Regions from separate parts of the Capsicum annuum genome. Here regions 1 and 2 are each linked to region 3. A link is a contact called in public Hi-C data. All regions are on one chromosome and are shown on one strand. The core of a region is the stretch at or near the end of the contact, and the rest is flanking DNA. Distances in the headings are between cores, read along the strand shown.

Region 1 (2,865 bases), core at 59-2,558, 350 kb before region 3:
GAACAAGGAAAAAGACCAATTCCGGAAGATTTATCCGCCGAAGAAATAGAAAAGTTACGCCAAAAATATTATAGATAATTTAGATATTAATACGATTTTACAATAGAGATCTAATTCAAACAGAATCCTTCCTAGAAGGTGGCTGCGTAGATTGGATTTTCATTTAATATCTTTGTAATAAATGTACAACGTATGAAATTTAAATAAATATAACGGCTATTCGCCTAATTTTATTTTAAAATTTGTCTTTTGTTTGTTGCAATTATGAAAAAAAAAAATTAATACAAAACTTTATAAAGTTAGAAAATTTTTTAACTTCTTAAACTTATTAAAAATATTATATTAACTTAAACTTAACATATATTTTTTTAAGTTAAAATTTTAAATTTTTTAAGATATATTAAAACTTAAACTTATTAAAAAAAGTTAATAAATTATATAAATTATATAAGTTAATCTATATATAAAACTTACATATTAATGCCGTTAAGTTAAACTTATATATTAATGCCATTAAGTAATATATATAATTTAAATTAAAATTTAAAACTTAAAACAAACACTGTAGCAGTACATTATATTCCGGTGTCGCTCCGATCCGATTCGATTCCATACCGGTAGTCAGCGGACCGGTCCGAACAAGGAAAAAATTTTGATATTTCGGTTCCGGTAACACCGGTTCCGACGACGTAAAACGAAAAGGAAGCTCCGATATCGATTCCGGATCCGGTCAAACTGGTCCAACAATACCGGTTTCGGTCCGTTGCCTATCCTACTGTAGATTGAGATAATTATACTATAATGTTGTGTGTAAAATTAATTTATAAAAGTGGTGAAGATTTACAATATTTATATGAGTTGGCTTGATTTCATGATCGCTCTAAATCGTAGAGCTTAGATCTTGTTGAGTTGTGAGTTTTTCTTTTTAGAATTAAAGCTATGCAGATTTTTTATGCAGATCATTTTTGTTGTTTCATTGTAATTTTTTCAATCGATTTTTACGCACGGCTAAAGCAATTGAAACAAACGGCATGAATATCTATTTCTTTTTTTAATTAAATATTATTAATTTTTTAATATATAAATAATTTATAATAATTAATTAAGAATGATATACTAAAATTATGAAGCAACTGGTGAAGTAGACATGTCGAAGCCAGTGCGTCTATTATATAGAAAAGAAAAGAAAAGTGGAACACCAAATAATATGTTTAACTAAAATCTTAGAATCCAATTTAAAATTAAAATTATAAAATTTTACATTTTACACAAATAAAAAGTACATTTCTCCAAATACACAATTGTATGCCTTTGTTTTTTTTTTTTATTTCAACCAACTGTTTGCCCATTGAGAAGATGGGTGGAACCAATGTGGAGCCCTAATATTTCTGTTGTGAACTCTGAACTCTCAAACAAAGTACAATTTGTGCTAACAAGATCACAGAAAGCTATCTTTGAGTGAGGATCACATACGGTAGCCATGGCGGAGTATGAAAGCAACGGAGAAGACATAAACAATTACACCGATTATTACAAGGTACTACAATTCTCTCTCTGTCTCTCTCTTTTTTGAATACCTAGAATGTCGGCTTTCGCCTTCTTTTTCTGAATGAATCAATCGAGCTATGTAACCTGTAGATTCCATGACTAAGTGCTTGATGAGGTGTGGGCAAAACCCTGGAGATATCACAGGCTTGAATCTCCACTACAAACACTCACTAATGCCTCAACTTTTCTAGAGAACAACATAATCAAAGGCTAGTTTTATTGTAGATTAGTGGACGCAAGCTTATTTTCTCATAGCAGGTTGCTGGTAGGTTAGTCAAGGCAACTTGTTTATCCAAAAAGGGGGAGGGGGGAAGAGATTGTTTATCAATATGATTTTATCTCAGATTAGATGGTCTAGACTAATGCCAAAAAAATGGCCAACTATGGTTAATCAAAGTTGTGTAGCTCAAAATAAAAATAGAATCTTAAACAAATTGAATTCATATGGAAAAATACCAAAAAATGAAAATGATTCTCAACTCTATTCATTATCAAACCCAAACGATAATCTTAAAAAATGTTGTAGATATGATTTTTATCATATAAATCCATATAAATCGATTAATTATGAAAATAAAAGTGACTCATTTTCTAGATTACCCTTTCAAGTAAATAAGAACTTCAAAAATTCTTGTAATTCACCCAACACAACCTTTTTGATATGCCCGACAATCTTCATATCAATAATTATCTACGTAACGGCAATACTCTATATATAGAAAGTAATCTCGATAGTAAGTATTTTGATTGGAAAAATTATCCATTTTTAATTGAAAGAGTAAATAGTCGCCCACGGAAACCTTTTTAATTGCAAAATTTAGGATAATACAATAAAGGACAAAATAAGGATTTTGTATAAAAATACATTTTTTTATATTTTCATTTCGAAAACTAAAAAGTTCAGTTATCTACTCAAAAAAGATATGTAAATTATCTTAGGGCGACCCTGAGTATAATTCTGGATTATACAGAAATGATTTCCGTGTAAGAACCATAAATGTACTAGCAGAGTGGAGGTTTCTAACTGCGTATGCAGTTTATGTGAAAACAGTTCAATTTTAACTAGTATGATTTCACCTCAATATAATTCCTTTTACGTCTATCTCAACACACACACACACACACACACACATACATGTATTTCCTTTTCCATCCTTAGTTTTATATTCATATATGTCGTCTAGTTTCCTTCAATTGCTTATCTTTTTAATTTGTGTACCCTTCCAGCATAGTTCTCGTGAGTACGAAAAAGATAGGGACTCATCAAGAAGCAGGGAAAAGGACAGGGTGAAAGGGCGTGACCGTGACCGTGACCGT
Region 2 (3,067 bases), core at 565-3,064, 410 kb after region 3:
CTTTTTTATACTTGATAAACATTCATTATGCACTAATTATACATGAATCATACATGTATTATAAATCTGCCAGCTGTTTTAAATTAATGCAGTTTAGTGAGTAAACAACTATCCAGGTTAATATTTCAAGTATAGGAAAAATGTAAAATTATATTTCATGTGAAGTATTCAATTGTCAGTGTAGATAAGTTAAATTGTTAACGAGACAGATTTGTTGTGCAGGTTTTGAAGCTAAAGGAGCAGTTATCTGAAGCAGAAAAGGAGATGCAACGATTGCAATTGGAGAGATGTGATGGGATTTCGAGCAATAGCCCAACAACTTCATCACTATCAATGGAAGCAGCCATGGATCCTCCTTTTCTTGGGGAGTTTGGGTTGGATAATGCATTTTATGGGCCTGAAAACACTTATTATGGGCCAGCAAATACGTATGCTCAGGGTTTGGAATGGGTTAACAACCTATACATGCCATATCATATGTGATTATTTTCCCTAATTTTTAGAATTAAGCTCCCCAAAAGTTCCCTCTCTATGTATATGTAGGTAGTGACCCAATCACTAGTAATATTTGTGTGTGTACATTAATCTTTTCTCTTTTATTTACTAGTGTGTATTATTATTAGTGTTTGACTAGCTAGCAACTAGCAAGATGGAATATATATAACTTTGGCCTTTGACTAGTTAAGTGTCTGTGTTGCAATAATTTTTAAGATAGAATATATGTAACTTTGTTGCAATAATTTTTAACTTTATCGTCTACTAAATTTTTTTTTTTTTTTTTTTTTGAATACGTATGAATGCGATTCACAAGGTCATCTTTGTATGACCCAGGTGGCACAGCAAGTGATGCTTTTTTTCGAGAGGGTCCAAAGTATAAAAGAAGCAAATACCTGAAATTTATAAGTTAAAAAATGGTGCAAGACGAAAAAGGAAATGATTAATCTCAATTCACTAAATGTAACTTACCTTCTCATACGCGTTTAACATTGCCCCATCGAGCTTTCTTAAAATTCTCTTGTGCTTTTTCTTCTTCTTTTATTTTGCACTTTTTAAAATTTTGAATTAATATCCATTCAATCATTTATTATTTTGACAATCGCGAAGATTCTTCTTAAGTGTGTAAGGATTGCGTTACTAATGTTATAATGAATATTTAAAAGATAAATAAATGGCCTTGCCAATTTTTTAGTTCAGTTTTTTAGGTTAGTAAATGGAAAAAAAAAGACAAATGATGAATAAATCAAGTAAGTTTAGTTAGTTTAATTTAGTTTTCATGTACTAAAATAGAATTGCAAAAAAATGGGAAATAAGTACCAAGAAATAAAAAAAAATAAAAGTTTAAATTGATATTGATAAAAGGACATTCACGATTATAAATTAAAATTTCTTCATTCGATTAAATTTAATTTACTTTATTTCAAGAGATTGTTTTGTATTTCAATTTCAAGTTTAATAACAAGTCATCATATTTTTAAAGAGTTTCTTCAAGTTAGTACATGAAAAGAGAGTTAGGTAGAAAAAAAAAATAGAGATAAAAGAATAAAAGACAAAAATGAAAAGAATGTGTCTAATGAATTTGAACAAAAATAAATTAAAAAGAAGAAATGACATAAAAGAGAAAAATAATGAAAAAGACGAAGAACAAAGATCCAAGCCCAAACTCATTTCAGCCTTTGCTATAATGATTACAAGGCATGAGATTTAAAACCGCAACGCGGGGCAACAAATGGATGCCCTTAGCCACTGATCTGAGTTTTTCAACATTTCTTAGGAAGTTCATTTAATATATATACTCATAAAATCAGAATTTGACCTTGTATATATAATGTAATATTTCGATCAAGGGAGTTTGGGTGAACCCCTGAGCTCCACGCAGATCCGCCCTCGGCTATATATCACAAAGCTCATGAGTAAGCATGCTAAACCACTCTGACATCTCCACCGGCAATTCCTATGCTATTATTCTTAGGACTAGGAGTCTCCTTCTTTTATACTTTTATACTTATCGAAAATACTTTATCAATCGAACTTTATATTAAAAGAAAGGATAATTAAATTTGGCAATTAGTTTTTTACTGTTCACACGCCTCTCATCCTACATACTTAATCATACATAATATAACATAATATATTTGCATCAAACTTCTTGTCCAAAGTAAATTATGTAAAATGACGTGTGATGGATGATTCTATTGCTTGTTGCACCAACTTCTACCATAGCATAAAGCTTGAGACACGAAAAGGCCTCGCTAGCAAATTATGAAAGAGGTTTATTGCCTTATTCATGGTTTGGTTTGTAGGAGTGTGCATCGGTCGGTTCAGTTCGGTTTTACATATTATTGGTTTGGTATATCGATTTTTGATTTTTAAATATGCTAAACCAATAACCAAACCAATAAGATATTTTTTATCGATTTTTAATCCCTAACGATTCGATTTTTGGTTTAACCGATAAGAAAATCTCATAAAATAGAAATAGTAGTAACTAACATGAAAAATAATCGAATCTTAGTTGCAAACAAAAATCCTACATAATGTGTTTTAATTTACAAGAATCTTCAAGTTTGAATTAAATGTTGTTAGGAGAAATTAAGAGTTTGTATAATTGAAATAATAGGTTTGTTAATTTGTAGATATTAAAGAGAAATTAAGAGACATATCTAATAAGTCATATATATATATTCTTATTGGATTATCGGTTTATTCAATAACCCAATAAGAAAAAATCGAACCAAACCAATAACCCAATAATTTTTTAATAAAACCATTAAAAAACCGTTAACCCAATAACCTAATAACAATAAACCAATAACATCTTTATCGGTTCGGTTTATCGGTCGGTTTAAATTTTGCACAGCCCTATTGGTTTGGATCGATTCTTGATTAAAATCATAACCAAACCGATCAATTAAGTCGGTTTTTAAAATTCTAAAATCAAATAAAATAAATAATCATTAGTTTGGTACTTGTCGGTTTGGTTCGATTTTTCGATGTATGATTAGCTAATGATAAATCTATAATAGTAAAACAATGGGATATGAGACAACAATTTCAAATTAACGTTAGG
Region 3 (2,978 bases), core at 343-2,842:
TCACTTTAGGTGCAACACCTGTGTCGATACAACATGAGTGTGGATATGAGATCCGTACTCGATCTGGTCAACCGATTGGGTACTTTGACCAAAATCAACGGGGACATTCCGGACAAATTCAATGATTTTTGTAATCAAACAAAAGCTAAAGTGAAATTGAAGAAAATGGAATACCTTATATATAGAAATTTCTATCACTCGTTTTAGAAATTTCTATCACTCGTTTTCCTTTTATCTCCTTCCAGGAGATCTGACTTCTAGACCAGCACCCATACCGAACACCCGCAGTCGAGTTCGAGCAACTTAAGTTTAACTTCTATTTATACTGACACTGTAAAATAACTATTAGGTTACCTAAACGATGACAATTGGTAAACACCATAAATAACTTGAAATATAAGACATGTTAATATCATGATGTTATGTTATATTAGGTTAAAATACACTAGCAGTGTGAAACACTGACAGTATACATACTATATACATACTATAAATCCCAAACATAATTATGTGTTCTTCCTTAAAAGCACAATTATAATTGAATGATTACTCTCTCATGTGACAAGTAAACATACATGTCAAGTTTCTATATATTAAAGGAAAAAGGGAAAACGGGAAATATACCCCTCAACTTTGTGATTTAGAGCAATATATCCCTCGTTAAAAACTGATGCATGCACACCACCACCACCACCACCACCACCACCAACAACAACAACATACTCAAAATATTCCTATAAAGTGGAGTCCGAGGAGAGTAAAGTGTACACAGTCCATACCACTACCAGTACCTCAGCTGGTGCATACACACCCTGCTGTCTAACAAATGCTACACATTTATCTTTATATTTTTCTAACAGAAGTTATGAAAAGTTAATTCCCTTAAGCCCCCACCTAGTTCAATTACACATACTAATCTGAATTTCAGGCAAGAAACGGTTTCCACCATTTGCAATTATTCCGCTAGTAAAATTCTCTATGAGAATTGTTTCCTCTTGTCGATTGAGTTACTAAATTCCCAACAACAACTACAAAGAAACTTCTGGGCCCTGTCAAATTTATTCTACAATATTCAAACCGATCTTAGAAGCTTAACCACGTGGACATACTTCAAACAAAACGGCTAAACTTAAAAGAGAACTCAATACTGAAAATTTCAGGATACAATTACAACATATGGTAATAATACAGCATAAACAAAACCATAATATATAATTCAGCTGTTTATTATGTTTTTGTGGTAAACTCAAAATTAACTAGAAATAAGGAAGCAAAAGAAAAGAGAGGAGTAACCTGGAAGGGGGGGTGTCTTGTGTGTGAGGTGGAACAACGAGAGTCCAACTCGGATACACAATCCTATTTTTTTTCTTTTTTCTCCTCTTTGTTCTTTTCTTTGGTTGTCGTTAAATGTTGGTTGGAAAAAAAAAAAAAAAGACAACGTTCCCTATATTTCTTTCTTTACGAAATTTAATGGTTGGTTAGGAGGCTTTGAGGATTAACTTAGTCCTAATTCTTACACTAATCCTAAGCTTATTATCCATAACAACACGCAATTCTTTCTCCAAACACTTGACTTTCTTTGACGGCGCCAACAATATGTGTTTAAACTCTCTTTTTTCTTTGTTGTCAAATAATTTTATTTTTTTTTTATTTTGATTTGTTCCTCCACTTAAATATTTATTTTATTTATCTAGTTTAAAAAGTTAAAAAGTAATTTATTATTTTATATATATTTTATTCTTAAATTTGATATAATTTCATAAGTGAGGTATGAAGAAAACAAGTAGGTATCAAAAAATATTTTGTTTTATTTGAATTTTTTAAAATTGAAATATTGTCATGATTTTTGCAGTAAATATTTAGAATTAATATATATTTTTTAAAAAATAAATAAAATAATATTTTAACATGAAATATAATTTAAATAAATTATTTTGTGAAAATAAAAAATTTAAGATTTTTTTTAAGAAAAAATTAATTAAAAAGTAAATATAAAAGAAATAAAAATAAAAATTTAGCTATTTTTAAAAATTAAATATAATTTAAAGTTATATTTAAATTTTTTGTGATCAAATAATAATTTTTGAAGGCAAGGATCCTGATTCACCCTCAATTCGATTTAGAGTTGTTAATTGATATACTTCCGTTTAAAGGGAAAAGTCATCAAAACCACCTTAAACTATAGTCGAAAAGTCGAAGATACACTTAAACTATTGAAGTAACCTAATAAACACCTATACTATCGAAAAGTGAATTTAATTCCACCCCGACGCATATCAACCAGTCACATAGTGGAAGGTGCTTTACACTCGCCCACCACTTCAGCACCACATCAACCATGTTAGAAATCTGATAAATTTTATTTTTTTCATTCTTTTCTTCTTTTTCTTTTATTAGTTATATTTTACATTAATTAATTCCTAATTAATCATTAATCCTCCAATAATTATATCCTCTTCATCAATAAACCACCCCACCCTCTGGGAACGACTTTTATTCTCTCTATATTTCATCTCTCAGTTGCTACTAGGTTGAATTAGCTCTTTAAGGTCTAAAATGATTGTTTTGTTCAATCTTCCCATGGTCTATAAATATTGTTTATGTGCCCAATGACATAAATGACCAAAAGTAAGCAAGCGGTCAAAAAAACGACCAACCAGTCCATGGCCACCACTGTTCAGCTCTCAAAGTTTCGACACCTAGAGGGGTTTTTCATAAGTGTAATCGAGCAACAACTTCTAGGACAAGGTCACCGATAGCAAATAAGCGGACTCGTTCTTCATCGTAAGTACGGAAAAACAGGAATCATAAAAATCCAACCAAAAGGAGAAAAGGAAAGAAGTGCTGAACAACCATTCCATACAATTATTCAAGTAAAAAGTAAACTTGTAAGGAGACAAGCTGAATTATCTATTTAAGATTTTCATCTTCATCATCATCAATAAACCACCCCACCTTCTCCACATATACGCTTTCAG

Evidence for each region. A called contact is a pair of places that touch in the nucleus more often than the background predicts.
Region 1: a contact with region 3 is called in a Hi-C map of bud, with 4 times the contacts expected there. The contact joins the promoter of LOC107858504 here to the promoter of LOC107858501 in region 3. A contact is called at or near these places in 3 of 5 Hi-C or Micro-C datasets (bud, leaf and placenta).
Region 2: a Hi-C map of leaf shows a contact between it and region 3, with 2.6 times the contacts expected there. The contact joins the enhancer-like site here to the promoter of LOC107858501 in region 3. A contact is called at or near these places in 2 of 5 Hi-C or Micro-C datasets (leaf and placenta).

The regions. Positions count from the first base shown.
Region 1 is chr2:70,699,102-70,701,966 of UCD10Xv1.1, forward strand. LOC107858504 (splicing factor U2af large subunit B) reads left to right here and starts at 1,309. Exons shown (of 12, transcript XM_047406333.1): 1 at 1,309-1,537; 2 at 2,776-2,865. The coding sequence starts at 1,481.
Region 2 is chr2:71,462,462-71,465,528 of UCD10Xv1.1, forward strand. It overlaps LOC107858500 (homeobox-leucine zipper protein ATHB-40), which reads left to right. Exons shown (of 4, transcript XM_047406341.1): 4 at 223-685. The coding sequence ends at 483. Among protein-coding and RNA genes, the nearest start is that of LOC107858500, 20 kb to the left of the region's middle. Within about 2 kb of position 1,815, at least 1 of the 5 cell types and tissues checked has an H3K27ac peak or open chromatin away from gene starts, as enhancers often do. A contact at or near this core is called in leaf, where this site is marked.
Region 3 is chr2:71,052,814-71,055,791 of UCD10Xv1.1, forward strand. It overlaps LOC107858501 (G-box-binding factor 1), which reads right to left and starts at 1,593. Exons shown (of 12, transcript XM_016703178.2): 1 at 1,294-1,593.